2 separate regions of the Astyanax mexicanus genome follow, and region 2 is linked to region 1. The links are chromatin contacts, called in public Hi-C maps. All regions are on one chromosome and are shown on one strand. The core of a region is the stretch at or near the end of the contact, and the rest is flanking DNA. Distances in the headings are between cores, read along the strand shown. Region 1 overlaps acsl6 (acyl-CoA synthetase long chain family member 6). Region 2 holds the start of acsl6 (acyl-CoA synthetase long chain family member 6).

Region 1 (4,155 bases), core at 849-3,348:
CTTCAGTGACTGATTAAGTTGTTGGTAAGAGGACAATTATATATATATATATATATATATATATATATATATATATATATATATATATATATATTAGCCATAGAACTGCAGTTTTCAGACTAAGTGGCTCAGGTTTCCTGGACGTGCTTTTGGGTTAATGTATAACTTAATTTTTCTACGCTTCCAGGGATTTACCTGAGGTCCAGTCTCCAGGGGTGGTGTAAGTACAGCCGGCTGTGCACTCCGTCTGCCCATATGCCTCGTACACCTACTCATCCATTTGTGTGCCCACACACACCGGCCCAAATTAAATAGACAGAACAAATAAGAGAGAAAGTTAGAGGATGTGGAATTTAAAAGCAGGTTTCTGTGTAAGTGTGTCTGTGTGTGTGTGTTAAACATGTGTGTCTTGCATGTGGTTCTCACCTGACAGCCCAAAGCTGCTCTCAGGAAGCCGAGAACCGTTGGGGAAGTTGGGGCGGCGCCTGTTATAATCATTCGTAGCCTCCCGCCTAAACTGGCCTGCAAACAAACACACCAATCAGTCTTAGTTTATCCATCCATCTGTGCATCTTTTTATTCTCTAGCTGAAATCATTGGGAGAAAGACAGGAATACCCCCTGGGTCAACTAAAAGGAAGCACTGACACCCATACACTCACATCTATGTGTAATTTTGTATACCCTGTTTTTTCTATTCTGGATTTCACTTTCACTCACACACACACAAAAACACAAACCACCATGCAGTGAAGCCTTATTTAAGGGTATGGATGCTTTGGTGTTGTTAGCTTGTTGTTTTGCTGTTCCAGGTGGTTGCTTTGGTATTGAAATGCATTTAATATGGCTGGATGTTGCTATGGTGTTGCTATGTGTTTGACACTTGGTTTCTATAACATCCTTTGTGATTGGCATGGTACAGTTGCAAGAAAAAGTGTGTGAACCCTTTGGAATTACTTGGATTTCTGCATAATTTGGTCATTAAATGTGTTCTGATCTTCATCTAAGTAGACAAACCCAGTCTGCTTAAACTAATACCACACAAACAAATTACATGTTTGCATATTTTTATTAAACACAACATGTTAACAGTGAGGGGGGAAGTATGTAAACCTTTGGATTTATTAACTGGTTGACCCTTCTTTGGCAGTAATAACCTCAACCAAACATTTCCTGTAGTTGCAGATCAGGAGGAATTTTGGAACATTTCTCTTCACTGTTTCAGTTCATCAATATTCTTGGGATATCTGGTGTGAATCGTTCTTTTGAGGTCATGCCACAGCATCTCAATTGGGTTGCGGTTAGGACATTTGATCCCAAAGGGTTTAAATAGTTTTTCTTGCAACTATATACAGTGACTAGTGTGTTGGCTGGCATCCAATATGGTATCCAATATGGTTGCTAATGTGCTTCAGGTGGTTACATGGTCTCCAATTGGTCATTATGGTAACCCATTGGTTTGGTTGGTTGTGATGTATGAAGGATGCACAAATCTTTCCATACTTTTAATTTTAATGAAAAAAGAAATCGTTATGTACAACATTTTATTGCACACTGCAAAGCAACCTAAAACATAACTTATAAACTGAAATACTGACCTGAATCTTACTAAAGAAGATCTTGTCCCAAATACTGTCACTCCGGATGACACCGCGGCTGACTTCAGCTGCTTTTCTCTTCGCTGCAAAATTTAGGATCCATCGCTTCACTGAATTATTAGCCTGACTGAATATCTGAAAAACACAGAGACAGTATTAGTATTTATTTAATTTTAGTAATAATTGTTACCTGTATTATCATCATAGCTCCATATACTGTGTGTGTACACTAAGTGTATTCCCCGTGCTTTGTGTTTGACATCCTTTCTGCACAAATAGACCACACACACACACACACACACACACACACACACACACACTGGATGCTGCTGTTCCACAGGTCTGATGGTTGTGCTGCAGCTGAGAGTCTCTCACCTTGTCATACATGCGGTTGAGCAGTCGAGGCACCACTGGGAAGATGGTGGGCCGCAAGACCTTCATGTCTTCTGAAAGCAGGCGAATATCACCCTGGAAAAAGCCAATCCTCCCACCGTGGCAGTACACCACCGCCTGCGCACAATGGGTCAGCAGTGTGTTAAACACCAATAAACAATTTATACTGAGAAGTGTATTATTATTAGCTTAAAACGTGAACCAGTGGTTCTCAAACAGGTCCTTCCCTACAAAAATATTGGTGGGGGGGTGATTTTATGTGCTAAATGCAAATAAAATGCTTTGAAACTCCAATGCTAACAGTGGCCCAACCACTTCAAGTTCTGAGGACTGATCTGAGAACTACTGATGTAGAAGAAGCGACAATCTGTTCCTCTCAAAGAAATTTAGGTTAGTGTGAACCCAGTCTCCATTCAATCAACTCTCAGAGGACCCCAGAAGACATATTCTAGAGACACAAGGAGCTGCTGAAGGCTACAGAAACACCTGGGTTACATCAATTCACGGTTAGACAAATTGTATGCAAATATAGAAATTTCAGATCTGTTGCTACTCTCCGATCACTCCAAGAGAAAAAACAGCAATCCTGAAGGTGCTGAGAAAGAACCTTTCATGTCTCATTTTTGTCTAATGCTATTTCTCCTAAGCAATGTTAGGAGAAACAAAGTTGATCAAATATGTCTCCTGAGACATGAAAGATCGACATCTGAGCAATACTTTTTTTCTTGCAACTGGATCCCAGTACAGCCTCACTCAGAGCCTACTTGGAAGCTGAAAAAGGGTAGTAATGGGACCAGGAGGGGTTAAACGTAGTAAATCAAATTTGTTGGGAGAAACATCTGTGAAGCCCTTAGACTACCGGAATATTTCACAATGCTGGCTGAGTCACAGACGTAACTGCAGCCCTCTTATTATGTTGTGACATTACCTAAGAAGAGGGATGTGTACGCACGGCTTTATAGAAACACTGATCAACTGAGACAAATGGGCCATTCCACCGAAACAGTGCCTTTTGCTTGTTATAAATCTTTCAAATAATTGTTTTTCAACTCTGTATATAATAACACATATTTAACTATTCAAAACATGTACTGGTCAAACTCAGGCAGCTTTACTTAATTTATTACAAGGTTTCTTAAGCCGCAGATGGTTACAAAACTCATGTGACATTTAAAAGGCATGTTTAAAAGCCAATCTACTAATTCCTTTGGCTTTCTTTCAAAAAAGTCGTTATTTTTAAAGAAATTGTTGACTGCATGTTCAAATAATTGATAATTATGACAAAAAAATCACTCCTGTTAATGGCACTCATTCCTGTTACTGGAACAAACAGAATCTAAGAATGAATTGAGGTAACAGGAATGAGGTTTAAAAATGACCTCCTCAGTCAACAATTAAGGGAACTCAATTTTAGCCTTTCCATGATCTTTAGAAGAACGTGGTTATGGTAACAGGAATGAGTGAAACCCAGGGAGAGAGTGGGGACAGGTAACAAATGCTATTTTTCAGTGTTCTAAGTAGATTTTATTAATGTTTTTAATTACAGGAATCCATACTCATCCTTAGGATACATGTAATACTATATAGGGAGAGTTTATAATTTTTTTGTTTACTAAGTAATGGTGGAAACACACTTCATCATCTTTAAGATCCTTAAGCTGTGTTTTAAGGCTTTACTTAAAGTTAGTATAACTGTGTGCTGTTGATGGTTATTAACGTTTTGAAATATAATCCTCCAATTATTTAACTGTATTGGTTAGCTTATAGTGTCCTAAAAATCATATTTCCATTCCACTTTACAGTGTAGACTCGCTGATGTACTCAGTAGGGTCCCTAAACTTACAGAGGGTCAGGGATCCAACTCAGTCCCGGTATAGATTTCAATAAAAGACACAAACAGTACCAAAGTGTTTGTTTATAATTGTGACTTAGAAAATGAAAAATCAGAACATATGTAATAAGTAATTAAAACAGAGTTTCAGGGGACAGGTTTTCAAGTGTAGCTCATGCTATGTAGCTCATGTTAGGTGTTTGGAAAGCAGCAGTCAGCGAGGCAGCTGAGGACACCAAGCCTTCAGGCAGAAGGGAAGTGAAGAGTCACATTGCTTCCCTGTGCTTTTATGTGTGTATGTGTGTGTTTACGTATGCCTTGTTTGTCATGTCTG
Region 2 (4,155 bases), core at 1,183-3,682, 50 kb after region 1:
GATGATAGTACAGTGATTGGCCCTTATCAAAATCTGATAAAGATCTTACATGGTTCCAACTCAAGACCAGTAAGCTGAATCCACTATTTAACCCAGTGATTGATTATCTCCCTGAAACTCACATCAGCACAAAATTTTTTGGACAATTTTATTTAATCAATGAAAACTTTTCAGGAGTTTTTTATTAAGATGTGTCCAACCCCTCCTCTGGTTGACCTGAACAGCACAAAAAAAACTGCTGGCTCATATCTGTATGACTGAATGCACTTCACTGCTGCAACATAATTGGCTGATTAGATAATTGGATGAATAACAAGATCCATTAGCATCACTTGATTTTTTTGTCACTTTGACATTAGTATAACAATGGTTATCTAAACTAACAGAGCATTGCAGAATGTCCAGCTCTGCTCATAGTGATGTGATGAACGAAGACGAGTGTACTCTAAAAATGACTGAGGTGTCCTGCTGTAAATGATTGTGCTAGTATGCAGAGTGGTGTGTGTATTAACCTTAATTTAGACTTGTGGTTTAAATATAGAAACTGAAAGTGAAAGACATTGCTGGTGACATTTTTGTCAGCAGCAACTTATTATGTATTAATTTACAATTCACATTGTTTGTTCTTGTCGGATTATTCTAATGAAATGCTGTTGAATGCTGAAAGGGCTCTTTTTAAATGTTTGCATGGACCAGAACAGATTCTAGAATGCCCAATTTATTAGAACATGTATGTGATGTGTGTTATTGTTATTCTATCTTTTCTGATATTCTTTATTACTAAAATAGATTTTTGGACATGGCAGAACATTAGTGGAACCTTTAGTCCACTAATTATCCAACCTTTTCTCACCATTTAATGAGTTGTTTAGAGTTTTGAGTTCCTGAAGAACCACTGAATATAATAAATTAATATTTTATGGGAGAAGTGATCACCCTGCTGTCTGACTGTCTGCGCATCCTTGTCCTTATGTGCTCCATATTCACCTCCTCCCCCAACACACACACACGACCTTCAGTGGCTGTTCATAACTCAGCCTTCAGGTCGAGCCCGTGTGCCGCGGGGACTGATCTCCCGCACCTGCGCGTCGTGTCGCGAGCGGTTGGTGGGTGATGTGAGTCTTGAGCGCTTCATTATTAAAGAGGGGAAAAAGAGCAGGTTTCTCACGCGCTCGAGCTTCTGCTCCCTGCATAATGGATGAGCGCGCACACATGGCGGGCGGAGCCGGTGCAGCTTCTGGAGTGTCCGCTTGCCATCCGCCCGCGAGCGCGGGGGGGCATCAGACACGCGCCAGTGGCGATCTGCAGACTCATCAAAGACTCACCGCTATCTCCTCCAGCGCGAGGCCGCGGCCGCGTGGACGGTGGCTGCGGTTATCGCAGGAAGGGCGGTGCGTTTCAGAACCCCCGTCGTCTGGACAGCTCCCTCCAATCAGATGCGCCCTCACGCGCGTCACCGGCGCGCTCCGGCTTTCCCTTTCACACCCGTATTCAGAAAAGCCGGTTCTGATTGGCTAGGACGGTCTCACCTCTCATTTGGGCGAGGATCGGAGAATTGGATTGGCTGCGTTTCGCCTAACATCCCTAGGAGCATCCGGTCTCTATAGGCTAGGATTGGTCAGCAGAGACTCTTGTCTTCCGGGCTGGGATTTGCTAGCGTGTGCCACCTCCTACCTTGCGATTGGCTGAGACAATGACGATGTTAAAAACTATCCTTGAGTATGAGCTGCCAGCCAATCCCCGTTAAGAAACCCCGCATTTACCTGAAAACGGGTGGAGCCAAGTGGAGCCGCTCTGCGCCACCTCCATACCTCCATCCATCCATCCCTCCATACCGGCATGAGGCTCAGCGCCATTCAAAAAACATACAACTCCACCATTCATACTCCCCCCATCACACCATTACCACTGCCTCGCCCTCATTGTGATTAAACACGCCGCAAGCCTTTTTATACCAATGCTCCTCCATCCCTCGTGCGATTTAGCCTGTATTTAGCATACAGTCTGTCTAAAGGTCATTACGCAGGAGAATGGAGAACCCAGAGAACACTGCGCATTAAAGACACCAACACAAAACACTATCATCATCAGCGCGCAATCCAGCCTTTCTTGACCTCGTTGGAAGGTTCAGCTCCACTAATCTGCAGCAGAACATTACGAATAAGCCCATCAGCTCACCTGCAGAGCCGCTGCTCAAACCCGCACACAACAAAACACCGCACATACAACAAACCCGCACACACAATAAACCCTCACACACCAAAACCCAGCACACAGGTTTACAATCCCAATCACACTCTGAGCGCAAACTGATAAAACACAAAGACTTACCCAGCAGAATCCAGAGAGAGCCAGCAACGAGAGCAAAGGCTAGCATGACTCTCTCTCTCTCTCTCTCTCTCTCTCTCTCTCTCGCTCTCTCGCTCCAAGAGCGCAGACGCAGCACAGGCTCAGCTCGAGCATCTACTAGAGGGATGAGTTGGGGAGGGTGTTGGGAGATGGGGGAAGGGGGAAGAGAGGGGTTGAGGGCTCGGTAACCTGCCCTGCTGCTGCCCGAGCCCGGTCACCTCCTCACTGTGGTAATAAAAACAATAAAAGAAGAGATGACCATTCAGACTCACCAATGGAGGACGAGCCCCGAACCCCGGGGAAAGGGGGGGGGGGGGGGTTGATGGGGCGAGAGGTTACACAAATTGCTCAACATGGACTTAGGCCTTTACAATGCAAGCTGAATGTTTGTGATTGGCATCACCTCAAAACAACAATCAGTGCCTGAACACAGCAAAACAAGCCTGCCAATACACACACAGCATGTGTAAAACTTACACTGTATTTATACCTGTCCTTATGTCCAAAATCGAACATTTGTCACTGCTGGGTCCACCAAATTTTGACACTGGCCCTCAGTGTGTAGTGATTCCCCCTAGGCTACCATAGGTAAACATGATCATATATTATAAATGACTGCCTGGCCTTTATGTTGTAGGCTGTAAGAGCAACCTGCTCCGTGCTTTTTTTTTACTTGGCAAGAGCACTTAACTTCCTGTGACTGATCATGACTGACTATAGGTGGTAGCTTCTCTGTAAGCTGTTTGATGGCTCTCACTGACAAACAAACATATTGAGTCAGATCAAATTTGAGGCTAAAGATTGTAGATTTACACAGTTATGCTTAGTTCATGGAGATGTTTCTAAATGCAGGATTCAGGATCACCAGTTCAAACAATTGTATGTAAGTACTGGGAGGTACTCAGGTTAGCAGACACAAGTTTAGGACAATACATTTTCCAATGGGGCCACATGATAATCTGGTTCTGTTTTGGAGGGCCGGACAAACAGAGAGATCTTAATTTGGCTTAATGTAAATTGTATCTATTTAAAAAAATCAGTATTATTGGTAAGAGTAGAATAGGAAAATTGCAGTTGTTCAGTATTTTTTTACCCAACATTTTTTACAAACAAAAAAGTCAGATAAGACAAAAATGTCTGCATGAAAAACATGAAATTATCCATTTTAGTAACTTTATATCAGTTATTAATCATACTGGTAGTAGCATCATGTACTTGGTCTGTTTTACTGCTACTGAGTCTATATTGTGCAGAGTGGAGGGAATAAAGACATGTTCTTCAAATAATACACTATGTTTAAAAATTGGACCCTGCAGGGTATTTCAATGTCACAGTGATCCAAACCACACATAAGTAAGCAACAAGAAACATCAGAAAAATTCGACCATTTCTAACGCAACAGGCCACCCATCCTTGAACAAGCAGTCTCACGCCTCGACTACTGCAATACCATACTAACTGGCCTCCCGGCCTGTGTAGTAAAACCACTCCAGGTGATTCAGAATGCAGCAGCACGTCTGGTCTTCAACCAGCCAAAATGGGCACATGTCACTCCACTGCTCATTGAGCTTCACTGGCTACCATTTGCTGCTTGTATCAAATTCGAAGCGCTTACAATCGCCTACAAGGTAATGATAGAACAGCTTCTTCCTACCTGCACTCACTCCTGAAGGCTTACGCTACCTGTCGGCCGCTGCGCTCCTACAGTGAACATCTTCTATTTTAATTGTAAACAAAGTCATTAAGTATAATCTAATCTAAAATTACATTTTGTAGGGAAAATCTAAGTCATCTCAAAAAAAGCTT

Evidence for each region. A called contact is a pair of places that touch in the nucleus more often than the background predicts.
Region 2: a Hi-C map of muscle shows a contact between it and region 1, with 2.9 times the contacts expected there. The contact joins the promoter of acsl6 here to the enhancer-like site in region 1. A contact is called at or near these places in 2 of 3 Hi-C or Micro-C datasets (both in muscle).

What each region holds. Positions count from the first base shown.
Region 1 is chr17:38,464,408-38,468,562 of AstMex3_surface, forward strand. It overlaps acsl6 (acyl-CoA synthetase long chain family member 6), which reads right to left. Exons shown (of 21, transcript XM_049466765.1): 12 at 1,973-2,107; 13 at 1,598-1,732; 14 at 427-522; 15 at 196-268. Among protein-coding and RNA genes, the nearest start is that of LOC111193835, 31 kb to the left of the region's middle. Within about 2 kb of position 2,099, the one cell type or tissue checked has an H3K27ac peak away from gene starts, as active enhancers do.
Region 2 is chr17:38,514,369-38,518,523 of AstMex3_surface, forward strand. acsl6 (acyl-CoA synthetase long chain family member 6) reads right to left here and starts at 2,433. Exons shown (of 21, transcript XM_049466765.1): 1 at 2,332-2,433. The coding sequence starts at 2,377.